6 separate regions of the Mus musculus genome follow, and all the other regions are linked to region 3. A link is a contact called in public ChIA-PET, HiChIP or PLAC-seq and promoter capture Hi-C data. All regions are on one chromosome and are shown on one strand. The core of a region is the stretch at or near the end of the contact, and the rest is flanking DNA. Distances in the headings are between cores, read along the strand shown. Region 1 holds the start of Efhd1 (EF hand domain containing 1). Region 2 holds the start of Gpr55 (G protein-coupled receptor 55). Region 3 holds the start of Ptma (prothymosin alpha). Region 4 overlaps Dis3l2 (DIS3 like 3'-5' exoribonuclease 2). Region 5 has its middle 8.1 kb from the start of Prss56. Region 6 holds the start of Itm2c (integral membrane protein 2C).

The links. ChIA-PET counts read pairs in DNA pulled down with a chosen protein or histone mark. HiChIP or PLAC-seq counts read pairs in DNA pulled down with a chosen protein or histone mark. Capture Hi-C pulls out chosen DNA fragments and counts their contacts.
Region 1: a promoter capture Hi-C map of pancreatic islet shows a contact between it and region 3. The contact joins the promoter of Efhd1 here to the promoter of Ptma in region 3. A contact is called at or near these places in 2 of 115 datasets of contacts at active chromatin or transcription factors (astrocytes and pancreatic cancer cells) and 1 of 9 other capture datasets (pancreatic islet).
Region 2: a contact with region 3 is called in an RNA polymerase II ChIA-PET map of memory CD8 T cells, with 33 read pairs. The contact joins the promoter of Gpr55 here to the promoter of Ptma in region 3.
Region 4: an HNF4G HiChIP or PLAC-seq map of pancreatic cancer cells shows a contact between it and region 3. The contact joins the enhancer-like site here to the promoter of Ptma in region 3. A contact is called at or near these places in 5 of 39 promoter capture datasets (the 3T3-L1 cell line, frontonasal cranial neural crest, hippocampal neurons and 2 more), 1 of 15 datasets of contacts at CTCF or cohesin (the NIH/3T3 cell line) and 2 of 115 datasets of contacts at active chromatin or transcription factors (pancreatic cancer cells and stem cell-derived neural progenitor cells).
Region 5: a contact with region 3 is called in a FOXA1 HiChIP or PLAC-seq map of pancreatic cancer cells. The contact joins the enhancer-like site here to the promoter of Ptma in region 3. A contact is called at or near these places in 2 of 484 Hi-C or Micro-C datasets (cortical neurons and pro-B cells) and 7 of 115 datasets of contacts at active chromatin or transcription factors (the NIH/3T3 cell line, astrocytes, embryonic forebrain and 4 more).
Region 6: a contact with region 3 is called in an RNA polymerase II ChIA-PET map of memory CD8 T cells, with 24 read pairs. The contact joins the promoter of Itm2c here to the promoter of Ptma in region 3. A contact is called at or near these places in 1 of 39 promoter capture datasets (cranial neural crest) and 1 of 115 datasets of contacts at active chromatin or transcription factors (memory CD8 T cells).

Annotation. Positions count from the first base shown.
Region 1 is chr1:87,262,258-87,266,217 of GRCm38.p6, reverse strand. Efhd1 (EF hand domain containing 1) reads right to left here and starts at 1,865. Exons shown (of 4, transcript NM_028889.3): 1 at 1,464-1,865. The coding sequence starts at 1,768.
Region 2 is chr1:85,958,707-85,962,834 of GRCm38.p6, reverse strand. Gpr55 (G protein-coupled receptor 55) reads left to right here and starts at 1,780. Exons shown (of 2, transcript NM_001033290.2): 1 at 1,780-2,000. The region is part of intron 1 of Gm41905 (a long non-coding RNA gene); the gene reads right to left.
Region 3 is chr1:86,524,919-86,528,807 of GRCm38.p6, reverse strand. Ptma (prothymosin alpha) reads right to left here and starts at 2,251. Exons shown (of 5, transcript NM_008972.3): 1 at 1,858-2,251. The coding sequence starts at 1,902.
Region 4 is chr1:87,048,573-87,052,871 of GRCm38.p6, reverse strand. It overlaps Dis3l2 (DIS3 like 3'-5' exoribonuclease 2), which reads right to left. Exons shown (of 21, transcript NM_153530.2): 20 at 3,938-4,039; 21 at 2,775-3,249. The coding sequence ends at 3,127. Among named protein-coding and RNA genes, the nearest start is that of Gm28375, 17 kb to the left of the region's middle. Within about 2 kb of position 1,296, at least 23 of the 459 cell types and tissues checked have an H3K27ac peak or open chromatin away from gene starts, as enhancers often do. A contact at or near this core is called in pancreatic cancer cells, where this site is marked.
Region 5 is chr1:87,172,940-87,177,437 of GRCm38.p6, reverse strand. No RefSeq gene overlaps it. Among named protein-coding and RNA genes, the nearest start is that of Prss56, 8.1 kb to the left of the region's middle. Within about 2 kb of position 1,302, at least 124 of the 459 cell types and tissues checked have an H3K27ac peak or open chromatin away from gene starts, as enhancers often do. A contact at or near this core is called in the NIH/3T3 cell line and pancreatic cancer cells, where this site is marked.
Region 6 is chr1:85,891,748-85,896,292 of GRCm38.p6, reverse strand. It overlaps Itm2c (integral membrane protein 2C), which reads right to left and starts at 1,783. Exons shown (of 6, transcript NM_022417.3): 1 at 1,504-1,783. The coding sequence starts at 1,629.

The DNA.
Region 1 (3,960 bases), core at 616-3,115, 740 kb before region 3:
CATTCTCTACTCCCAACCCTACCTTCCTTAGCTGCCCAAACTGCACCCAGAGAAAACAGTGGCTGGGAGCAGGGTACTGAGAAAACAAACTGCCAGAGAGGCAGCAAGTATTGAGGTGCTCTGCAGACCTCGGGAGTAGTGGAAGCAGTGATCGCCATAGTGCCTTTAAATAGAACCTCCTTGGTGAGGGCAAACACATTCCAAGCACTTTAAAGACGCCCAAGCATGACCTGGCCACTTTTCCGGTCCCGGCCGAATTCTGGAAATAATATTAATAGCTTAGTGAGGCGTTTTCGGTGTACAGACTACTTCGTGGCCTTAAAAGGCAAAGGAGGGGTCAGTGAGACAGCTTAGCTGGTAAAAGCACTTGCTACCAGGTCTTATCACCTGAGTTTGATCCCAACCCCTGCGTGGTGGAGGGAGAGAACTGATTCTCACAACGTGTCCTCTGACCTCCACGAATGTGCCATGACACTTCCTCATGCATACACACTCACCGTAAATAAATACATGCGGTTTTTCGTTCTGTTTTGTTTTGAGACAATGTCACTATGCAGCCATGGCTGGCCTCGGATTCAGAGATTACCTCTGCTTCCCAAAACCAAATGTTGGGATTAGACGAGAATGTCACCACATCTCGCTTAGAAAGAAAAGTAACGGGGGAGGGAGGGGAAAAAGCAGCAAGAGTCATTACTGCTTTCCCTCTTCAAGTGGGGAAATGAGGCCAAAGAGACCTCTCACGTGACAGGCCACCTACTGGGTCTTTGCATGACCTCCTCTTCTGAGGGGTGATGAGGCTCCAGCAGCACCCTAGTGACTAGTGGCAGGCACCAGTTCCCAGCCAGAGGCATCTGCCATTCACCGGTTAGAAGAGTAACTGACTAGGCGACGCTCCCAGGAGGCTCCTGCGCCAGCCACTCCCCCCACCCCTCACCCCCCGCCCGCCCGCACTGGTCTAGGGACGCCTATGTGTCTTTCGAGTTTAAAGCAACCTTGTTCTCAGCCTTCCTTCATTTCTCGCATCCCTTACTGAAGACGTGTGTCAACTGTTTCCTTTGTTTTATAAGATAAAAGACAATCCAGCTAATTTCTCCCTTGAGGGATAAAATTAAGGCTGGCAGGTGAGGTGCGCCCCGGGCTCGCTTCCTAGAAGTTGCTCCGGGAGCAAATCTCTGGATCTGTGGGTGGAGGAGGGTGCGGGACCCGCCCTGGGGAGTAGGAGACTCAGGGAGGGGGCTTTTGAGTAGGACCCTCTGAGCTCCGCCGGGGTCAGATCCCCAGCCTGACGAGGTTCCCCATGGCGCGCAATGAACTTGATGCGCACGATCTGGCTGCACTTGGCCAGATGCTCAGTGCACTCCTGAACGCCTGCACCTCCTTCCTCACTGTCCCACTCGCTGCGCGGCCACCCCGTGCCCTGTCTCGGATCCCCCGTTCTTCGGGGGCGCAGGACGAGCGCTCACGTTTTGAACATCTTCTCCAGATCCTTCAGGAGGCGGCGGCTGAACTCCGGGAACTCGGTGTAGGGATTGAAGACCTTAGAGCGGCCCGGCCGCGCTGTACCCTGGTGGATGTCCAGCCTGCGGCTCAGCTTGAGGTTCAGTTCGGAGTCCGCGCTGGCTGTGGGCGCCCGGGCAGGCGGTTCAGGCTCCGGGTGCCCGGCTGGGGCATCGCAGGGTGCAGGCTGGGGGTCGCCCTGGTCGGTCTCTGCCCGCACCTCAAGTCTCAACCGGCGCTGCAGCTTGCAGGCCAGCTCCTCGCTGGACATGATGGCGGGTTGTGGTGATGGAACTGAGGTTCGCGATCCGGTACGGGGACAGAGAGTTGTGCGCTCTTTGCGGGCTCGTGGCTTTCTGACGCTCGGTGGAATCGCTCGGGGCCCGGCGGTTGAAAAGAACCGTGGGTAGGCGGGGCGGGCGGGGCGGAGCTGCGGCTTTAAGGAGGCGCGGGTGCAGTAGGACTATCTACTGGACAGGGGACAAGGGAGTGTCTGCGCGTCCTAGGGGTCGCGTTTGCCTAAACCTCTCATAAGCTGAGACTTGATGCTAATCCGTCCCCCAGTCCAGACATGGACCCTGAAATCAACTCTTGCTCTTGCCGCCAGAATCCGCCCTTTGGGAACTGGTGATCCCCAGGGAATTGGTTGCAAACACTGGGGAGTTAAGTCTGGCAACCGTTCAGGCAGTTCCATTCTCTTCCAAAGCGCTCCAACCAGGGAGCTCGCGGCCTAGGACCCTCTGAGATGGGAGAATTAAGCGTGCCTGGTAACACACCCACGTGTGTAGCGAGCAGTCGTCGCCCTAAGGCCCTGGAGTAGGAGATGCTCCTGGCAGTACGAAGGTGCCTTTCATATACCATTGAAATGTTTCCACAACAATCTAAAAATACTAGACATAAATAAAGTGAGAAAAATCTCCTGATTCCCGGGAAAAAAAAAGGGGGGGGGTTGTCTTGTTAAGGGACCAAATGTGGCAAGTATCTTGGCTGTATGGCTTTTTTTTTGTTTGTTTTGTTTTTTTAATGTGAGAGCCACCACTGCGGAGAGTGGGGTTAGAAAAGGCTTGAAAATAAGGCAACTTTTGAAACAGGAGATTGAAGTAAAAACAAGTAGAGCCGCCGTCATTCTCCCTAAGGAAGGATGTGGTGCAAATGAGGGTTCCCTCAGCCAAACATGGAGAAGCAGCTGTAAACACAATAGTGGCTGCACTGGGGACCAGCTTTGCTCCACTTGTTTTGGGCCACAGACTGGGGAGTGTGTGTGATGAGCCCGGTGGTGTGCACCGCTGAAAGGCATGAGTTGGTTGCCTGCACATCTTAGGGGGCCACAGGGAAAAATCAGAGCCATTGCGTGCTCTCATGAAAACGTAATTCGATTAGAATTCGAATAGCTGGGTGTTGGGGTACACGCCTATAACTCCAGCACTCAGAAGGCTTAGACAAGAGAATTCCAGGGTAGGAAGCCAGCCTGGGGTTCACAGCAAGACCCGCTGCTTCGCTGCTTCGGAACAAAGCAAACAAGAAATTAACACAAGAAATTAACGGGGGAAGGGTTAGGGGGAAGGGGGAGCTGGGGGGGGGAGCTCAGAGGGCTTAGCATAAAAGAGGCATAAAAGAGTTCAATCCCTAGCATCCACAAAGTAAAACACACCTTTTAAAAAGTGGTTCAAGAAAATAAGTCATTAAAAATAAAGGTACTTTTGGTGTGCATGGTGGCTCATATAAGCCTGTGATTCTACTTGGAAGGTTGGGGCAGGACTCCGACTCTAGCAGCTTGGACTGTATGTCTATATTTACACAGTAAGACCCTCTGCCTCAAAGATCAAACATCAAATAAAACAGTTATAAGGGGAGGGGGTAACCATGAGGGGTGAAGCTCAGTAGCAGCCCTTCAAAAACATGGGTTCAAGTTTTAAGGTGGTGTGTACGTGTGTGTGTGTGTGTGTGTGTGTGTGTGTGTGTGTGTGTGTGTGTTTCTAAAGCCATAGGGAAAAGTATGTTGTGTGACAAAACTTTTCCTGAGGAGACAAAACACACTCATCTACTCTTCCTAGATGGGGAGCCCTCAACAGACCAGGTATCACCAAAGTCCAACTTGGCAAACCAACCAGTTTTACTGGGGTCACTTACAGGAACAGAAATGACTCGAAGACAGCTGCATCACCAAAGCCCACCCCAGTGTGAGTGACAGCTCACAAAGCTGGGGACCTGGAGCACACTGCACAGCCGGTAGGGGCTCAACAGATTGGGTAGAGTTCATTCCAAGCTGGTTTCTGTTTCTTCCAGGCAGCCGGGTCTGGTCTGAGTCCTCTCTGCAGCTTTTCTCCTCTGAGAGTCGTCTTTGCAGCTCAGCATGTCTGAGTCTTGGTGCCTAGGCTCATCTGAAAGACTTCTTTGCCACTGAGTTGTTCACTCTGGCAGGAAGGTGCCAAGTGAATCTAGTCAGTTTCAGGGACTTCTTCA
Region 2 (4,128 bases), core at 531-3,030, 570 kb after region 3:
CTCTGCCTCAGGTTCCTTCACTATAAATGAAGCCACTTGTAAGTGTTCCTGTCCTAGATGGTGTGGAGAATTAACTGACTTCCACACCCCCCAAAGTCACAGCCTATTGGCTAATCCCTAGGACATATAAAGTGGTGGGGGAAATGTCACCCTCAATGACATCTCCTTAAGCAGTCAAGGTAACTTAGTAATGCTAAGATTAAAGATGAAGATTAAATAATTAGAGTAGTGTGTGATTGGGAAGATACTTGATGACATCAGAGAGAGCAGAAGTGGGCACATCTGGGATGGGAAGCAAGTACTAGCATACTGAACCCACATTAGAGGCAGAGAACCTTCCCCATAACCCTGGCCGTCCAGTTCTTGGTATTGGAGAAGAATTTCTACTCTCCACCTCAAGATTTAAAAAAGCCAAGATTGTGTTAAAGATAGCCAAGAAGGAAGTGAATAATTGAGTTCCTATATCCTTGGAGGGTTTGCTAGCATTGTGTGGGGGGACACTTGGTCCCCAGATGGTGGCACTATTTTTGGATGTGGAGCTTAGGTAGAGGAAGTGGCGTCCTGTGATGACGTGCCTTTGAAGGTTGTATGGCAGCCTGGGTCACTTCCTCTCTCTGCCTTCTGTCCACGGTGAGGTGAAAAGCTTATGCCAGGCAGTCCCACTGTCATGATATTTATTCTGTCTCATGGTCCAGAAACATAGAGACAAGTGCTTTTGGACTGGGCCATCTGAGGGTGAGCCCAAGTCAATCTTCTTTTCACCAAAGATGCTTCTTGGTATTTGCTTACAGTAAAGCTAACTAAGACTGAAGATATTCTCATTGTTAAAAAGCCCAGGAAATAAAACCTTTGTGAGAGCAAAAATATAAGATATTGTAGCAGAATCAGTGATTACCATGCAACAGAGCCAAGGGAAAAATGTCCATGCATAGAGGAGGGGTAGGAAGGGATGGAGGGAGAAGGCTCACAGTGACCAAAGATAGAAACTTAGCACTGAAGCATGGAGGAGCATGGCTCTGAAGAGCGTGTGGAAAGAGGACAAGGTCTGCTCTAGGCACCAGAAACATAAAGAGAAATCTATCTTTTGAAGGGGCTCACTAGCCTCCCCATCCTCCATGTCCATAAGAAATAAACAAGAATGACTAGGCTAGCTGGGCATGGTGACACATGCCCTTAATCCCAGCCCTTGGGAAGCTGAGACAGATAGATCTCTGTGAGTTCAATGTCAGGCTGGTCTAAAGAGCCAGTTCCAGGTCAGCCAGGGCTATACAGAGACTCTGTATTAAAAATAGATAGATAGATAGATAGATAGATAGATAGATAGATAGATAGATAGATGATAGATAGATAGATAGATAGATAGATAGATAGATAGATAGATAGATGAAAGAAAAACTACAATTAAATTTCCTTTAAAAATGAGTTGGTGGCTGTGTCTTTGGGCAATGTTAAGGGGATCAGGGATGGCATCAGAGATGAGAAAATGTGCTGGATTTAGACAGAGGCGGAGTCACTGGTTCAGTCCAGGATTCTTCTCTTCCACTTCAAGTCAGACCTCCCTCAGCTCCAGTAGAAACCGAAGAAGATGAAGCCAGTGGTGTTAATGCAGGAGCCTGAATGCAGGAGGCCACCACAGTGACACAAGAGCAGGCAGGTCTCACACAGATGTCTAGAACTTCCTCCTTCTTTGAGCTCTCAGTCAACTTTCCAGGAAGGGAGAGGAGAGGCGGGGCATTCTAAGCGGCTGCTGTCCCTGCCTTGACATGAACTATCCAACACTTTGCTCTCTGTAAGCCGCTCATGTGACTGCTCTCAAGGTGGCCAGGCATCTTCAGTCTCCGTTGGTGGAGAATGTGGTCCACCTAGAGGGCAGGAAAGGGGACTTCTCTTGGAGACTTCAAGGCTGGGACTCATTGGTACTCCTAAGCTGTCTGACCACTCATGGGAACCATCTGGGCTTGGGGACAGAAGTGTGACCAAATCTGGGATTTGGAGCAGAGGTGAGACGTGTAGCTACTGTGTGGATGTAAAGGGTCCTTCCCCCACCTTCTCCCCTTGCTTCTCCTTCCCTAGTTTATCCTGCCTTCCCTTTGCTGCTGAGCTCCCTCCTAGGGCAGGTACCCTGCTACTCAGGATGATGCTGTTATCAATCCCAGCCTTTTCCCTCCCTCAGACACAAGCTCTAAAGGAGACAATGGCAGACTGACATATATCCATGGGGAGGAAGAGTCTGAATCTTTAGCTGAGTTGCTGGGTGTTGTTTATCTGTCCTCTCACTCCATCTGGTTTTGAGAAAGTTTCTACTGTCCGTCTTGGACAGACAGTAGACAAGCTGCAGAACAGGGAACCAGCAAGCACTTATTGATCAAATGAACTTCTGACCCCAGGTTATCGATGAGGAAGTTGACTAGGAGGAATTACAGAGACTTGTCAAAGGGGTGGGGCCACTCTCTCTGTTTGCTGGGCTTTCTTAGGAATCAGGGTGCCACTGGTGACCCTATGACTTTCTCTCAGTCACCCCATTCCCACTTCCTGTCCCAATTCCTTCTCAGCATGGCTGTTTCTCTTTCTCCGACCTTCCTTCTGCCCCTGTATCCAGCCCCCACGCTGCCCCATCCACTGAGTTGATCTGGGTTTAGAGATGAGGTAAAGGAACATCCAAGGTTTCCTTTTTATTGGTCAGCTTCCAATATGATGTTCCTGTTCAGTGTGTTTGTTCAAGGTGACCTTTGAGCAGCTCCTACTCCTGGCTGACTGGCTTTGAGCCTCTGCTCTTGTTGCTTGCAATCCTTAGACTTCAGCTACACAGAGGCAACCCACCCCTGTCTTCAGAGACAGTCCCCACTCCTGTCCCCAGAGACACCTCTATGTTTGGTCTTTCTGAATGTCAAGCAACCCTTGTGTGTGAGAAGACCTCTTAAGCTATTCTTTGTACCTCTGGCCTCTCTCTGCTCCCTGCCTCCCTGCCTGGCCCCGCTTAGGGTTAGCCTCTAAGCCTACACCCCTTAGGTTAATCCTTACCCCTTAGGTGAAACCCCTGCTGGGGCAAGTCTATCCCTCTGAATAGGTGCTGGGCCTTGATGGCTGAAGGGGTGAATGGAGTAGTGTCAGGAGAGGATGTGGTAGTGGAGAAACTCTTAGGTAAGCAGTCAGAAGAGCTTGCTTTGCGCCCGAGAAGGAACTGCTTCCTGGAGCTCTCTTGATGCCTGGTGCACTTGATGAAGTTGGAGGTATGTGCTCCAGTATCATCTCTTTAGAACCCCTTTGAAAGGAGGCAGGGAGCCAGCCCAGCTGTCAAAGCTTCTAGCTTGCTCTTAAGGAAGAGAGGGTAGGACGGATCAAGGCAGTGATCCCAGGCTTAGGAAACTCCCAAGAAACTTTTTTATTTATGCTTTTTCTGGTTTCAAAGGGAGCTAGAGAGAGAGGGCTCTGAACCATGGGCAGGTCTTTGCCTGCCTGCTACAGAGATAGATATTCTATCTTTCCAGGTTTTAGAGAGCACTTGGGGGAGGTGGGACAGTGATTGTTTACATAGCTTTACGAAATGTCTTCCTGTGTGTTTTTGACTCATGACCAAGCATTTTAAGCATTTAAAGAGCAAGCAACAGCAAGGCATATTCTTGAGAAACAATATATGAAGGAGGACGGTACACACCCATAATCCCATCTGTATGGTGAACCTGAGAGCAGCCTGGGGTACCTGAGAGCTTGCTCCCCAACCTGTCCCCCGTGCACAAAGAAAAAGAAAGTAGCAAAGACCAAAGGTGTGTGAGCCCCCTTTGAGTAGCAGCAGGACGGTGTAGACCCTTTGCTGGGTTTCCAGCCCCATGCTCTGGGTAACATGGCGGGTATGGGACACCTGTGTGTCTCTTGCCTGTCAAGCTTCCAGCTGCCCTGATCTTATGCCCTGGTCTAGACACTGCTTTGCTGTGTACAGCCAGGCTCTGGCTAGGGTGTGGCTAGGAACATGAAGGTATCTCACTTAAGGAAGTTCTGCTCCAGGACTCGTCTTGGCTCCTAGGACAGCTTAGTCTCTCTGTCCCGGTAAAGAGAATGTACGTAGCGTTACCCATCCCACAGCCTGGGGTTGATCAGAATGAAAGACAGTGGGGGCTTGGAATGGCTGTC
Region 3 (3,889 bases), core at 1,002-3,501:
AGAAACCCTTCTTGGAAGGCAGTGGCTGTGTGCCTTAAATAAATAAGGTAGAAGGGAGGAGCCAGTCGACGGTCATTCGCTCAGGAATGGATGGGAGAGTCTGGATGGGGATCGGAAAGCGCCTGGGCATGCAGAAACACCCCCTTCAAGTCACACCAGCCATGCTTGGTACTAGGGACCTCCTGGCCTCCACAGCCCAAAGGAAATAAACTAGCACTCTGGGCCCTGCGGCTTCGGGGCCGGACCACTGGGTAACTTTTCCCACTACGACGGCTGAACGGTCGGCTCGGTCGGGGCCCAGGAACATGGTCCAGCTAATTCCGCCGGTGCACCGCTGGGTTACCTGCCGGCAATGGTGGGTTCGCGCCCACCGGAGGCCTGCCTAGGACCCCACTGCACCCGCTTCCGCCCCCTGGCGGCCGAAGCCCGGGGGAGTGAGTGGGGGCGGGGTGGCAGCGGTGCGCAGGCGCATAGCTCACCCAGCGAACTACGCGCGCGAGCCTCTTGCACGCACCGCGCGCAAAGAGCACGTGGCCCGGGGCGCCAAGTGCGCCCTGTGCCCTGGAGACCCGAGGTCCGCTTTCATCCAGGGGAGCGGAGTCACCCACTGGAGAAAGCCCGCTCCGTGCTGCCCCCTGGGGTCCTGCCTGTGAGGGGCAACACGCGGCTTCCGGCTCCGATTTTGGCGCCAAGCTCTCGCGGTAGGTCACCAGGGACTCGGAGCTCCTCGGCTCCGACCCTCGAGACCTTCGGGGGGGGCGCTCCCTAGGAGCGCTGGACCTCGCGGGAATTCACCTGAGACTCCCGCCGAGGGCGGAGGTGGGACCATGCTTGCTACAAAGTGTTACAGCGGTGGCGGGCATCGCTCCAGAGCGCGCTCTGCACGGGGTCGCACCAGCCGAGGGAGATGGCGAGCCACGGGAGTTTAAAGAAACAAGGCGACTGGGACTGAGTCCCCACTGCGGGACAAGCGGGGTGCGAACATCGAGGTGTTTGAAAGCAACGAGTCCGAACCGAACACGGCTGAGGGTGGAGAAGACTCCACCGGGAGGGCGAGCCCCTGCCTCAGGACCCCAGCCAGGACCGCGGTGCTGCGCGGGCTTCTAGACCGCCACGGCACCACCGCAGCTGGGGAGCCGTGGGGGGGCGTCCAGCCGCTCCGCAGCTTCACTTTCTATTTCCTCCCCCTCTCGCGTGGGCTCGCCGCCCGGGCCCAACCCCGTCAGCAATGACTGACCCTGCGACGAGGTCCGCCGCCGCGGGGACAAACACGACCACCCGCGTTCACCCGTGGCTGCGGACCAGACCCTTAGGTGTCGCGGTCAGAATCCCCCCAGCGCAGCACGCCGCCCCATCCGCGTCATCCCGGATAACCGGTGGCCGGCCCGCTATAGGGCGCGAACCCGGGCGCCTAACAAAGAGCGACTCGGCCGCGGGCGCCCTCAGCTCGCCGGCGCCGCACACGCGCCCCCCACACTTCCGACTGCGGACGCGCCGGAGTTTCAAAGTTATTTCCGTGCGCCGCGGCCCCGCGACCCCGGCCCCGAGAGCGCTCAAACCATTCGCAAACAAGTTTCGAGAATCCGCGTCTCGGCCCTCCCCGTTTGCGTCCGAGTTCCGAGGCGACCCCAGGCCATCGGCCAGCTCCCGACGGCGGCACCAATGCCCGCGCCGCTTCGCGCCCCCTCCCCCGCACACAAAGAGTGTTGCCCGGGGCCATCGCGCCGCTGGAGGGTGGCGGGGTCGCCTGGAAAAGCGTTTGCGTGATGCTTTCCTGAAAGCCCGCAACCACGCGCCCCAACGCCGCCCGGGCGACGGCGCGCAGACCCCGAGGGGGCGGGCGGCGTCCAGCCTCACCTTGGTGGTGATCTCGGAGCTGGTATCCACTGCCGCGTCTGACATGGTGGGGCACGCCGGTGGTCCGATGCCGCGAGTGAGGGAATTAAAAGTCGAGTTCGAGGACTCTGGCGAGAGAGCTGCCGGAGTCCGCGCTGGAGGAGGCGGTGGGCGGCGAAGGTGGCTGCAGCGAGCGCGGAGCACGACCCAGGAACAATGCAAAGATGGCTTTTCGGAGCAGCCAGTGGGGGACTCACGCGGCGCCAGAAGCTTTAATATAGATTAGTGGGCGGTGCTCAGCCACCCTAGTCCCGGCGCTATTGGCTGAGCGCAGGGAGCGGGCGTCCTCTCATTGGCTCGATTCCGAACAATGGGCAAGTGAGCTTAAAGCGGCAGTGCCTCGGCTTGGCGCGCGCTGCGCAGTCCCCCGCCGCACTGTCATTCAGAGTGTTGAATTTTGTTGGGTCTCGCCACGCCGGAGGGGGGTCGCGCGCGTGCGCGCTCCCGCAGCTGTTTTGCTAAGGCCTCTGACGCAGAAAGCTAAAGCGCGGCAAAGCTGCCCGCCCAGCCCCGGTCCTCCCCCTCCCTCGCGACTGCTCGGAAGAAGGAGGGGGAGGGAGGGAGGAGGGGGAGCGGGAGCACTGCCCGCCAGGGGGAGGGGGAGGGGAAGGCGAGCGATGGGCGGCGCTTGCCCCGGGCGGTGTCCCGCGTGGTTCCCGCGCCCGGGACCTGCCCGCACCGAAGAGCAAGTTGTCCCAGTTCAAGTGAACATCAGTCCACACAACGGGGTGACTGTGACTCGCACCTTCCGCCCCGTCCTCCTTTCCCTCCGCCTCGATGACACTAGTGATCCCCACCGCCCACCACTGTCCCGCCGTCCAGGGTCAGCTCCGGAGTGGGCCTCGCGCCCTGCACACTTGGGGGGACTCATGCGAAAGTCCCGGTGTCCTCGAGCGAGACAGGCCTGGGGCCTCACGCCACAAGGCGGTGTCGCGCCTCAGGGCTCTCTGGTCAGCGTCTGCTGTAAGAGGTCACTGCCGTCGCGACAGCTCTTAACATCATCCAGAGCCCCGCCCGGCCATCGAGTTTACCCCTCTCCCCTAACATTTTGCAGGCTCCAGTGGGCATATGAACAGTGTGCAACTGGGAGAAACTTGTCTCCCCGGCCATTAGGACTAGTCCTTGAAGGGGTTCCTTCAAACTTGAGCCATTTACGGTACCACGCGGAGCCTGAGAAAAGAAAAACCATAAAGACGCCACACTCAAGATGGCGTTGGACTCGGCAAGCGTGGCGTGACGTGGCGACTCGGCTCACGCGAACAACTTCAAAATACTATATTACTCCATTTTTAGCGCTGTCTCACTTGGCTGTCGAACTAAGGAATTTGCCCTGTGAGAAGAGCGACCAGAATGGCTATAAACGGGTTCGGAGAAACGACTTCGCCACACTCAAGATGGCGGCAGATAGCGTCCGACTGTGTGTCGCCAGGAGGGGGCGCCCGACACGGAAGGCGGGACTTGGGAGAAACCCGCACACACTGGCTGAGAGTGGCGGGCGAACACAAAGTTGACGCTTTGCGCCCTGCCATTGGTCATTCCTGCTGTCTGTCTCCTGGGGGCCGTGGAATCGGGAGTGAGGAAAACCCGGAGTCTTGAATCGGGGAGGGTGAATGGGTGCCAAGTCCCTTAGAGCTTTGAGGTCGAGGCGAGGAGACTGAACTGCCCTTATGGCTCACCCCCGGCGTTTGGGCCCATCCTCACCCGGAGGCCCCTATGCGGAGCTTGAGGAGAGGAGAGGAACGTGCAGTGTCGGGAAACTGTTGCAGTTGGACCCAGGGTCGGCCCGCGAGCCGCACGTGGCCGGCCCGCATCCCCGCGCGCACGTGCCAGTCCCGCCACCAGCCGCTTGGGCCTGTGTGAGCTTTTCCTTTAAGGAGAAAGCCTTGCCGCCGCCCTTTGGCCTGCGCTCACTCCCGTTGTCCAGCGGTTGCTCCTGTCCTGGCAGCCCCTGGCAAGGGAGGGTGTGAAGGCCCCCGGGGTCTCGCTCTTCTCG
Region 4 (4,299 bases), core at 47-2,546, 530 kb before region 3:
GTCAGTTTATTTACTACAGTGGCAACACTGACTTCTGTAGCCATCCTTCTCCACCCCCAGCCCAGAGCAGCCCAGCCTTGTTGGATGCTGTGCAGTACTGCAGCTCGGTGCTTCAGCATTCTTTGTGGATGGCCTCGTACCTGCCTTTCTCCAGTCTAACAGGGACTGCTGGCTCACTCTCAGCTACCAGGGTAACGTCCTCCTTTATTTTCCCATTTCCCCTCACAATGGATCCCTGAACACAAGCTCATTGGTGCCTTTGCTGGTCTTGGGGAGGTAGTGAGAGTGGATGTTTTGTATCCTTCAGAAACTGATAATCAATAACCTTCACAGAGGGAGATCTGGCTCCAGGCTCCTAGCTCCCATTGACTGCAATACCCTCTTCTGGAGCCCCACTCTGCCCACATGGCCTCTTCTAAGGTTCTTGAACTGCCCTGCATGCTCTCTTCTCATGGTCCAGCTGTTCTACACTTGGTCCCTCTTTCCATCTCACTGAGTCACCAGTGCCCTATGGCTCAGCCCTCTCTCCTTCACAGGCCTGCCCCATTCCCAGCAGGAGCCACTGCAGGTCTCTGCTGCTCCCACTGTGCCTATGCTGCCTCAGTTTTGGGACACCACCCACCCCAGGATTTTGGATATTTTTTTTCTCCTCTCAGGCCTTCCTCCTCTCACCTGGACTGCCCTCACTGGCTGCTTTAGTGGCTAGCTGGCATGGTGGTGCAGTGGGTATCCTCACTGGCTGTTGCGGTATGCATCTGGGATGCCTCTGCCTGGCACCAGCTCCCTCTTACCATACCTCCAGTGTGCTGTGCTCCAGCTTCCGGTGGACTGCCATCCTGGGCCCACTGAAGTCCTTTCCAAGGCTCTTTGCTAAGTAGGACTGTGCAGGGTGTCAGCCTCTCTCCCCAGGAGGGCAGGTTACAACCATTAATTAATACTTAACTTTCTCATCCATGCTGGACCCACAACCTGCTCCATTTTCCCCTGGGAACATACTGCCTGCTTCTGAGCTTTTTGAGACCCCAATCAGAGTGAGATTGTGTCTGTCTTCCTTCCATGTGAACCTGACAGGCCACTGAGGAAAAGCCAGTGAGCTGCTCTGTGCCCTGTGCTTTAGCCTATAGTGCAGGCAGGTGTCTTGGATAGCTGATGAGTGAGTACTTCGTTTATTTCTTGTCATCTCTTCTGCCAGCAGTGCCCTTAGTGTTCGGTGCCAACTGCCACACTGAGTGGTGTGTGGACACACGTTCTATCAGTTCTCTGACTCAGTGCTGGGTGAACAAACACAAAGAGAAGTGACTCAGCTGGTGCTGTGGGAAGATGACAGAGCCACTGGGAGGCAACAGAGGACAGGTGGCTCAAGTCCTGGCCAGGGCGGCCTGGCTGCACCACCTCAGATGGAGACCTGAGACTTCCATTTGTCAGACAGGTTAGGGCAACCCAGGACTGCTATGGCTCAGAGTTCTCAGTAACATGATGTCCAACCTGAGGGTGGAGCAAGCCTGTTATAGAAGTTTCTAGTCCAGTGCCTGCCTCCTAAGCACGTTCACTCTGCAAAAACTTTCCTTACTGACTGGTAAGCTGTTCCTCACGAGGGTTGGGGAGGCCGTGTCTCAGCCACCTCTGTGTCTTGAGAGAACCCAGTACTCGAGCCACAGCTTCCTTAAGGATTCTGAAGGAGGCAGTGAAAGGAGGTCTTGGAAGCCCGGGTTTGGCCCAGCAGAGAAGCTAGCTCCTCCTCAGATTTGTGGGATGAGCCTTTAGTCTAGAGATCCAGGATTGGCAAAGCACCAGAGTCTTCTTTACCCAGATACTAAACCACCATCCATCACTGCTCTGCCTATCCAGATATGCTGGTCTGGGAATGGGAGCAGAAGGGAGACCTAAGGGGTGGGAGGACAGGCAGCTGAAGGCTGTGTGAGGCTGACAAGGAGCCCAGGGCAGGTGGGGCGTGTCTGTGGCTCTCCTCAGACAACAGCCCATCCTAGGGCTGTGATATCCTTGCAGCTGTGCCAGTCACTCACTGCAAGGAACCTGCCAGGGGACTCCACAGAATCTTTTTTGAAGAAAATCACCATAACCATATCAGATGGGTCTGTTAATCCTGATGCCACAGGGAACAGCACTGGGGAACAGGGCCTTGGTTGCTTTGGTTTTCATCCTAGATTCTAGTTGCTTTTGAAGCCAATTCATACTATTCCAGTCTGGTGAAAGGAGGATACACTGTGCCCAGTTCCCTAGGGAAGAGGCTGCCCAGTGCTCAGAAGGGTAGGAATTGCTAGTACTTGGGATGCTAAGCAGGTGGCTGGGTCAGGTAGGATCTGTTTTGAAGTCCTCCTGCCCTCTGGAAGGTCTGCCTTTACCTTTTAGGGTACATGTTTGAAACTGCAGGTATTGAGGTACCTACTCATAGCATAGCTGTGAACAGGGCTCCTGGGAGCTTTGGCCTATGATATATAAGAAGAGAGGTGGTAGTCCCACCTCCCCACATCCCATGGGCTGGCAACAGAGAGGAAGGGCGGGGAGGGAGGGCCACAGCCACATGCACAGGGTGACTGGCAGCTCCCTACTGTGCATACTAATTACATTTTTAATCAGCTAGAAGGAGGCTGCAGCATCAATCTGCCACACATGGCTCGTGAATCACCCTGGAGCTGGCAGGAAGGTCCTGAGCTGATGACCCCAGCTCAGCTGTGAGGTGGATTCTAGGGAGCCCCTTGCCCTCGGTGACAGGCCACCCAGCTGCCATGCTTGCCCATGGCATCTACACAGACAGCAATTCACACTTGATTTTATTCCATGACACTGATTTGCTGAAACCCCCCATTTCCTGGGCAGGGAAGGGCAGTGGGTCGCCTGGTAGAAGCGGGGCTGCCTGCCCAGGAGGACTGGGATCCTCTCTGCTCAGGGAAGCACAGGCCAGGCCTCAGCATCCCCTGCCCTGACCCCTAACCTTCCAGTTCATTTAAAAACTGAGCTGCAAAAGTAAAATAAAAGGAAAAATAAAAATAAAAACAAACCCCTGAGTTGTTAAAAACCAAATTAAAAATCCCCTTTGGTGTCAAAAGGTCCTATTCCTAAAAGCCAGCAGGGTAGGGCAGGCACAGGCCTGGCTTGGGCTAGCATTCAGTCCTCAGGCTCCTCATCAGACGCCTTCTCCAGGCCTGGTCGCTTCAGGATAGCACTGTACTTGAGGGCTGTGGCCTCTGCCTGCAGGACCACATCCACCAGGCTGAAGATGGTGATGACCTGTAGCAGAGCCAGGAACAGGAGAGGACAGGGCAGGTGAGGGCCTGCAATCAAAGCCAACTGACCACTGAGGCTCACTTAACTTCCCGAGCCTCTATCGCCTATCTGTAAATGGGATTCATTGGGTCTGGGGAAAACCAGTAGGCTAAATGGCACTATGTAGACATTTGTTATTCAGTGACCATTCACGAGGAGCAAGAAAACAGGCTGGGCCGGGCCGAGCTGGGCTGGGCCAGCCTTTGGAACAAGAGGGATAAAAGAAGCTTTTATCAGCTTCTCAAAATTTCTGAAAAGTTCTGTTCAGGGGAGAGGAATAGCACCTATCTACCTATAGAGCAGCAGTCCCCAACCTGTCGTTCGAGACCCTTTGCCTCTATCTCCAAAAATATTTACATTTGATTTATAACAGCAGCAAACTTATAGTTATGAAGTAGCAACGAAAATAATTTAATGGCTGGGGGAAGGGTGTCACCACAGCATGAGGAACTGTGTTAAGGGTCGCTGCATCAGGAAGGTTGAGAACCACTGCCATAGTGGGTGTTCCCATATAGAACCTGGCAGTCTAAGCCAGGGCTTGGTGGAATCCCACAGGGGAACCTATGGTGCTGGGGAGAAATGAGGGCAGATGAGGACCTAGGGGCACACGTTTGAGACAGAGGTAGGCTTAGGGACACAGCAGGGGACTGACCTGCTGTGTTGGCTCCTCTTCAAGGTCATCAGGCTCCCAAACAAGAGTGAGCTCTGGCTTCTTCCCCACCTTCTGGAAGCTGTAGGATCGCAGGGCCAGTGCCTGGGGGCAGGGGGACACACCGGAGCCTCAGGCTATGGGCTTCAGACACCTCCTCTGCCCTGCCTGCCTATTTCTGACTGGCTGGAGGGAGCTTTGTACCGGCTGCCTTACTGTAGCTGCCTGCTTGGACAGAGACATCCCCCAGCCCCCTATCCTTGGTCCACCTCAGCCAGATTTAGGAGGTTCTGCTAAGTCACCTTTGGTCAAAGTAGAACCTGAAGGTGACCCAATTCCAAGGGACAATGTGGGAGGGTGGTGAC
Region 5 (4,498 bases), core at 53-2,552, 650 kb before region 3:
TTCTTCAGTGTCTCATGGGAATCTTGTCCCCGGATTCCAGAGTAGGAGAGAATGACAGAGCATGGGGACTGCTGGTCTGGGACTCCTGGGAGTGTGTGTGTGGGACCCAGACATCCCTCCTGTTGTTTTCAGTTTCTATGCATGGAGCTGGAGAGGCTACATACATACATGCATGCATACATACATACATACATACATACATACATACATACATACACACATACATACATATCAGAGGCCCCTCTGCAGGCCACACCCAGTTTTTGCTTAGCATCAGGCCCTGCCCCTAAGGACCAAGAGATGTGGGTATCCAGGGTATGGACTAGAGTTGAGGGACAACACACAAAGCCAACAAATCCCTAGAGGCAATGAGAGAGCAAGGCTGGAAAGGATGTGCTCTTGCTCTTGTCTGCTGCAGCCAGTGTGCTTGTGTGCGTGCACACACACACACACACACACACACACACACACACACACACTTACTGGGTAATGGCTTTGGGACAGCAGGAACTATCTGCAGCATTAGAGGCAGCCCTGGTAGGTGGGGCAACCTGAGAGATGGGGGCTGTTGCTGCTTAGTCTTGGTCTTGGGACTCCCACAGAAAGAGATAGATGCTTGTAGATTAGGACCTACCTGGAACTGAAGGAATCTGGAGTGTGGGAGGGGGCTACAGAGGGCTGGGTGAGGGAGTGCCGCTCTAGCCCCCTGCCTCTTCTGTTTCAGGGTCTGTAAATGGGCAGATAACTGGGGGGAACTGACTCAGGACCTGGTAGCCTAGCTCCTGCTTGACCTTGGGCTGTTTCTCCACAGCCACAGGGTGCAACATCCAGTGACTAGAAAGAGGCAGAGGGAGATGAAGAGGCACAAGAGGACCCAGAAAGATGAACTGGGGTGGCAGGCTTGCATTACTTGGTTAATCCCTCTAGGGTGGGCCTGGCAGTGTTGAGGGGTAGTGCTCAGAGGAGGGCCTGGGTCAGGAAAATAGATCCCCCCCCATCCCTGCCTGTTATCTCCCAAATCTGGATCTTGAAGCGTCAAGCTGAGGGTTGAGACTGCAGTTTCCTTTCTGCCCCCAGTTCTTTAGTCATCTGGGAAAAGATGACGGAGTAGAACCTTTGGGTCATCAAGTCCACGTTGGGTAGGGCTGGTCCCTGGGTCCCTGGTGTTCTGCTCCCGGGCCTGGCTAGGCCTAGCATCTTCCTTGAGGGCTCTTAGCTTCTGAGTCATGCCCATTACCCTGACAATAAAGCCAGGCAGCGTGACTCCGGCAGCAGCCCGGCAGCAGCGGAGCGTCCTGCCCACCTGCAGGCACACCCAGATTGCATTTACTGAAATAAATTGCTGGAGAATATAAATCCTGTGCGCATGATTAATGGGAGGCAGGGAGGGAGGCTGGCAGCCGCCATGAGGAGGAGCCCCTGGGAACAGAGTGACACTCCAGGCACAGAGCCAACACAGATGCAGGGCCTCCCTCCCGGAAGGGGATCTAGCAACTGTGCTTCCAACCGCTAGGGTCACTGTGGAGCACTACAAGAGACCCTGTACAGGGGAGCTGGCCCTAAGACTAAAGCCAGCCCCGGCCTGGCTCACCATCAAGGATGCAGAGGAGCCCACCATGGGAACAGCTTGGAGCTGGAATAGATCTCCTGCCTATTGGGGGGTCCTGAATGCCTGTGTGTGGAAGGGGGTAGTAAAGAGAAGGTCTCAGGGAGAGGTAAGAGGGCATCAAGGATCTGGTCAGCTGTTAAGTCTATCAGCAAACCTCTTAAGGTCCCTCCAACCTCAGGCCCCACATCTGTTCAGTGAAGTTAAGCCCAGACCTCCGTACGTCACTAGAGGTTCAACAGTGTCCCCTATGCAAAATCCCCATGAAGTTGCTGGCCACATAGGCCACCATCTCAGACAGCAAATGTCGGGATTGCACATCTGTACCACCATATCCAACTTTTTTTTAAAAAGCACTTTCTGCATATTTATTTATTTATTTATTTATTTATTGTATGTAAGTACACTGTCTTCAGACACCCCAGGAGGGGGCGTCAGATCTCATTATGGATGGTTGTGAGCCACCATGTGGTTGCTGGGATTTGAACTCAGGACCTTCGGAAGAGTGGTCAGTACTCTTAACGGCTGAGCCATCTCTCCAGCCCCCACCACACCCAGCTTACAAATATTTTAAAAAACAAACAAACAAACAAACAAACCTACATTTTAAAGGGCTGGATAAATGGCTGAGTGCATAACCATAACTGCCTCCAAGCCCAAGCACCAGACTTCAATCCCTGAGCTCTACATGGTCAAAGGAAAGAATTGACATCTGCAACTTGTCCTCTGCCCTGTACACACTTAAGTTCACAGATAAAAGCAAAAGCCAACAAAACAAACACAACTAAAAATGTAACTTTTTTTTTTTTTTAAATTCGGGAGCTGTTTGTCCCGGATGGTTTCCAGGTGGAATCTCTACTCAAGATTAAGAAAGCCAGGAGTCCTGGTCTGCAGAGACTGTTCTCTTTGCAGGCTCTGACCTCCAGCCCGGGTGGCCCAGGCCTAAGCATTAACGCATCTTATGAGTCTGAACGAAGAGAGCATGGGAACAGTTGGTCCATGGAAGCCTGGGATGGGCTGAGGCTCAGCAGCTGTGGCCATGACCAGAACGGACCAAACCAGACCCTGACCAGCAGTGATCTTTGTGCTTGCCAAGAGGCTGAGACTTCCGCAGATAGGGGACTCAGGGAAAGAGTGGAAACCTGGCCTGACAGGCTCAGTGGTGGGACCTTCGCCACACTGTAGCCCACTCCGCTGTGGAAGCCTGGCGGCGGGCCTGGAACCACTGGGTAGGAGAAGGAAAGGGTCGCCCTGAGGGGCTCAGGGACCCTGGGTTGCTCAGAGGCTTTGATCCTCCCGCCACAGACCTTCCTCCTGTAGGCGGCCGTAGGGGGATTTGTAGGCGCGGGGCGCCTCCTGGTGGCTCTTTGTGAGAGATGCAGACCTATAACGAGGGCTTGGGAAATCCTGTGCCTTAAGGCACACAGAACGGGAGGTGGGAGGTGGGGTGCGTTTCAGAAGCCCCTCCTTCAATGCCACCTCCCCTTCAGGAGACTCCTTCAGACCTACGCAGCAGAAGGGGGCATCTTCTCTGTTTTGAGACCTGGGACTCCTTTTCTGCGCTCCAGTACCCCAACACTGGACTTTATCCCCAAATCACCCTCTTCCGGGTCAAGTGTAGCTCTGCGGGGGTGGAGGGCAGCTTGCTGAGTTGTAGGAGACATTTTCTGGTTTTCCTCTGTCTCGGGGAGTATTGAGGCTAACAGTTACGCACCACCACATTCGTTTTATGAGGAACCGGAGAACCCAGGGCTTTGAGCATGCTGGCAACCACTCTGCCCATTGAGATGCATCCTCAATCCTGGCACGATGCCTTGTTCAACAAGTCTTAAGGGCTGTGACTATGTGACATCAGAGGACTGCACCAAATAGGTTGCACCCAGGAAGCTGGGATATGCTGGGCTGGGGCAACAGGCAGTACGGATCAATAGTGGTAGCTGGTCCCTAGGTCTTCACTCTATCCTAGACCTAGGATAAGCGCCACCTTCCTCCTTCCCCCTACTCCACCCTTCCTCATCCCTGACCCCCTCCACCTCACCCTGGCCTTTTTAGTTTTGCCTGGCCATCCGTGCTCCGGAGGCTCCCAGCTTTGGCTCTCCTGCACGAATGTGCCCTGACAGGCGTGGAGAACAGACTGAGGGCATCAAAGCAGAGGGCTGGAATTCCGGGTGACCCCTGTGACCTCATAAATCATTTATTTATACTGCTTACTTCACTGAGCTTCATAGGGGGCCCATTTTAAAGACCAGTACACTGAGGCTCAGAGAGATGGATGCTTTCCCAGATCTGAAGGGGAACCACTGGGAGGCCCCACTGAAGAGAGAGATGATACTTGCTGTGACTTGCTCCAGGGTTCAAGTTGGTTACACGGACAGTGTGGGATCTGGGGGAAATAAAATAGCATTCACGTATAATGTTTATTGAACTTGCCTATTCTAGAAGGCCCAGCAAGGCTGTCACATGCCCTGCTTGAGTCACAGCACAGGGATGGAGCAGCAGTGGGGAAGGCAGGCTCAGGATGCCAGGGAGGCTGGAAAGCAGAGAGAACATTTCCCCCTGGGCCTCTCTGGAGCCCAGCACCTTCCCTTTTGTTCTGATAGCCTCTGTCTGTGCCCCACTGACTTCAAACCTTGCTCCCTACTTGGGTCCGAGAGACTGTCCCCGAGTCAACCCCTCAGGGATCAGCTATGGGCAGCAGGTGTCTACTGAGGAGGGATCATGAGGTGCTTGTCCTAGGCACTGGCTTGTGGGAACAGGGCTCCCTCCCCTCCAGTCCACAGCCAAGGTCACTTCTGTTAGGACTGCCAGGCTCACCCAGTGTCATTTCAGAACTAAGTAGAGGGACCTCAAAGGACCAGCCATGACCCCCTGCCTCCCGGTGTCATTCTCCAG
Region 6 (4,545 bases), core at 534-3,033, 630 kb after region 3:
CCTTCTTAAGGGGGCGATAATGATATTCCTGAGTTGTTCAAGTTAGTCCTTCCGGCTCCTTAGATCACCCTTAGACCCATGGCTTTAGGCAGCTGGGTTCCAGTTCTATATCTTCACTGGGTACCAACAGACAATCTGCCACTTATCAGTTCCTGGGCCCCCATATCCAGACTAAGAAGAAGAGAGGAGGGACCTTCTTGGAAGTAATAAGGAAACTTAACCCCAGGGCAAACTTTTCAAACTGCAAAACAAAGTCAAGTATGGGGTGTCCCTCTCCACCTAGGCTTCAGACACCCTTCAACCCCCCCCACCTGGTTGGCCAATGAATTCTTGTTGGTGTCTGAATTGCTCGGTGCTGTAGTGACTAGAACAGAGCTGCCTGAGTCCCTGGCATCACCGTTTCTGCTCAGACTGGCCCACTGCATGACCCCCTCTTCCAGATCATTCCCCACGAGTTCCTCATATATGCCCAGGCAAAGGCAGAATCAGAGCTTCAAAACTTGATCCGGGAGGAGGAAGTGGAAGGGGCTTTTTTAGGTTCGGTCTGGATCGAAAGGCCCGGCTTGGTGCGCCCCAGGACCGCTGGGGGGCGTGTGACAGTGGCCATGAAAACACCCTTACTGAAGCAAAATGAAACTCGGCTGGGTCCGCTTTTCCGTCACCAGTCCTTCCAGTCAGTGACTGCCACGAGTCCTCCCCGACACACTCCACATAGCATAGTTTTCCATGGCGGAAATGACCTGGATCCCCTCAGCCAGGGGAAGGCGGGGCACACCAAGGCCAGTCCACACAAAGCCAACTGAGTGACTATAGGGATGTCTAGGGCACTGGGGCAGTAAGGAGCCCACTCAGCAGATGGTAACAACGTAGCTGGAAGCCAGAGAAGGAGCTAAGAAGTAGGGCCCGCAGGTGTGAAATGGGAGAAGGCTCATCACTGACTTAGGTCTGCCAGTTCCAACAGTAACCTCCACCCACCACAGACCCCATTTGAGGACCAAAACAATGGCACCTCCCTTTCGTTACTAACCAGAGATTCCCCAACCAAATTCCCCAACCAATCAGGCCTCATCACCTCCCCCCTTCCCGGCCCCGCTTTGGGGGAAACTACGTTCAACCCTCCTCCCCTCCCCCACTCGGGGACTGGCTTCCCGGCCCCTGCCCCTTGATTGGAACCAGACGCAAACCTTCACCAACATTCCCCAAACTTTCATGGGTCCGCCACCTTCCCTTATCTTGGAACTTCGCGCCCAGAAGCCCCCACTTTTGGAAAAGACCCTGTGTGCGTTCCCACTTAAGGACCAGTTCTGCTTTCGACTACCGCTGTGGGGAAGGTCCTGAGACCCTTTCCCAGATGCGGATGGAGCAGCCTTTTCAGACCTCTCATCCCGCTTCCGCTCGTGACTCTGAGGTACCGCTGGTCGTGGCGGCCACTGGGGAATGCCTAGGTCCCTCGATGACCCCCCACCCCCGCCCCGCCCCCATCTGAGACCCGGAGCCTCTCACCCTCGCCGGCGTCAGCAGGATCTCCGCGGCCGGGGCAGATGCCGAGGCCGGACCAGACGCCGCTGCTTTGTCCGCTTTATCAGCCTTGATGCCCGCTACCGCGGGCTGGAAACTGATCTTCACCATGGCTGCGTTGACCTGCGCCTGCTCCCTGCAGCCCCTGCCAGTGCAACCTCGATCGCAATGCCTGCTTCTTGCTGCGCCGCAGGCACCGGAAGTTTGGATGGCTCCGGAGTCCTCGCCTCTGTCCCCGCCCCGAACGCGTCCCGCCCCGCCTTCCAAGGAAGGACCTGACGCCTGCGCCGAACTGCACCGGGCAGCACTGTAGCTGAAGAATGCTGAGATTTCCTTCCACCTCTTGCTTATATTCATTCATTCAGTCGTCGCGCAAGAGCTTGGACCCCTTCCTTCTCCCTGCCCATGACTAGCATCCTCACATGTAGTTTAACACGACGTTGCCTGGCAACGTGCTTCTAACAAACTGCATCTCCCTCCTCCTCGATATCTTTGATTATGTTGAGAGAAGACGCAGAGTAACTAACTGTTCTAAGCTTTCCTCCTCCAACATGTGTTAGGCTGGAAAGGGGCATCAACTCCAGACGCCTAACTGCTTGCCTCTATCCTGAATTCTAAATCCATCCCCACCGCCTTCATTCTCCACCATGCATCTTTCTCTATCCTTCATCCTGCAAAACCTTCAGGGAGTGGAGGTGGGTAACTTGAGGTGCATAAGACCTACAATACCTTGCAGGAGTGGAATCGTGACTGGAAAATATGACAAGAATTACGGGGGGCTGGGCCAGAGGTTTTGGGTTCCAGTCAGGACTCTGCTCCTGCAGTGTATCACCGGGTATTAGGAAGAAGCCAAGATTTATGTTGCAGGGCCATCTCTTGACAACAAAGTCCTAGATCTCTCCTCGCTGTTCCCAATCCAGGCTGTGATAGCACCGAGCCTGCCGTGCTTGGCGTCAGTTCTACAAAGGTGCTGGTAATGGGGGCCGAGCATTCTGCTGGCGTATTGAGGACAGTCCAGTAGGCTCTGCTGCCCTCTCCTACCTGTCACGGCTTGGACAGAGTTGCCTTAGGCACTAGACCATTGTATCTCGGTTTAGATCTTGTATGAACCAGGCAGTCCAGGAGATACATAGCTTAAGGCAGTAGAATATAAATGGTAAAATGTATAATGGTAAAAGATGTAAATGGTGCGAAGGCCACTGGCACTGCAGGAATTGAGAGAATAGAGAGATGCATTACATGCAGGAAAGGCAAATCCATTACCAGAGTAGATGCTTACTTTGGTAAGGACTAAGCACTACCCTTTCTATGAAAGAAGCGGTCCAATGTAGGTGACCTGCCACCAGGGTGCTGGCTGGCCAACTCAGGGAATGGTGGCCAGTGACGGTCACTGCTGGTGTGGCAGATCTGGCACTCAGCTGCAGCTGTTACCAGATCACTTCAATGAGTGGAAGTCCATATTGCCAGTCCAGGTATAGTTTCCATCTCTATCGGCATGGCCGCTTGTTCATAGGCCCATTGGACAATGACAGGGATGGCTGGGGAAAGAGGCTGACTGTCCACAGAACGGGCCATCTGTCTACTGGAATACTGGACTCCTCCCCTGCTGAAGTCACCTTTTGATGAGCACTACATAGTACACAGGCATGTCACATCCTCTTGCACGCGCCGGACTCGACCAGCAAGAACGACACTGCAACAGGATCTTTCTGCACACATTTATTGGGAGAGCTTGATTGCAGAGGTGAAGAGACCCCAAGCCCAGAACTGGTGCTGCTTATATAGGCCTAGAAGAGGCGTGTCTCACACACGGATTGGTTATGCACTAAGCCTCATTTGCATGTTCCTCATCTGATTGGCTACTCTCTCTCTCTCTCTGTACCTCACAGAGCCTCATTATCATACCTCATTTGCATGTCTCACATCTGATTGGTTATACTCTCAAAGCCTCATTATCATGTCCGGGCCAGGCAGTGTCTTTGCAAAAAACTTTACTGCATATGTACACATTGGTTGTTTGTCCAAACTTATGCATGGTGGCCAGCAGTAGTCAGTGCCACTCTGCAATGGCACATGTGGCTTCCCACAACATCCTTTGCCTTTCTGTAGAGATCTAACCACATACTTCTTCCCCAGATGTTTTTTTCTCACTAATTTTCCATCATGCACTTCTCAGATCCCTCACTGTCCAGACAATCCATTGGCTACAGCCCATGAGCCAGTGAACAAGCACATATCTGGACATTTCTCTTCCCAAACAAAACGTACAACCTAGTGCGCTGCCTGAAGTCCTGCCCGCTATGACGATTTCCCTTCCCTGATGTCTTCTGGGCTGTCCCAGAAAGAGGCTGTGATGATGCAGCTGGTCACTCCTAGAGTCTGCTTTGTGGAGAATCCTCAGTAAACAAGACCCTACTCTTCTCTCCAGTCTGCCACAGGCACCACTGTAATTTGAGTAAGTTCGCACTAGTGAACTTACATTCACTAGTGATGCGTTTTCCAGATATTTCTGTTGCTGTGTGTGGCTTTCTGAGTTTCCTTAGGGCTGTTTTAGCAAGGCACCCGATGAAGAGATAGGAGAACATTAGCAGACCCACAGACCATCATCTTTCTATCTGTCACAGCTTGTGACCCAAGTATAACCACCGTGCTCACTTCCTGCACGTTATGAGCCTTGATTATGAAACACACACACACTTCAACACATGAATCCTTTGTGTGTGCGTTTGGATCCTGAACACTAGGACCGTGGGAGTCTTTCCCCTGGTGGGAATTGTAAGCCCGGTCATTCTCATTGTGTAACATTCTAGTGTGTTCCACAGTTTGTTTCTAGATTCCAGAACAGGGGAATTTGGATTGAAGCTACCACAGAAATGCCACCACAGCCGTTCTGGCCCCAGTTGTCAGTCAACGCCTGGACAAATCACTATGGGGCACTTTCTTGAGAACCTCTCATTTTGTGATATGTAGCTTTCGATTTATTGACAGATGACTGTGTTCAGTCCCTGGCTGAAACTAGGCAGCTCT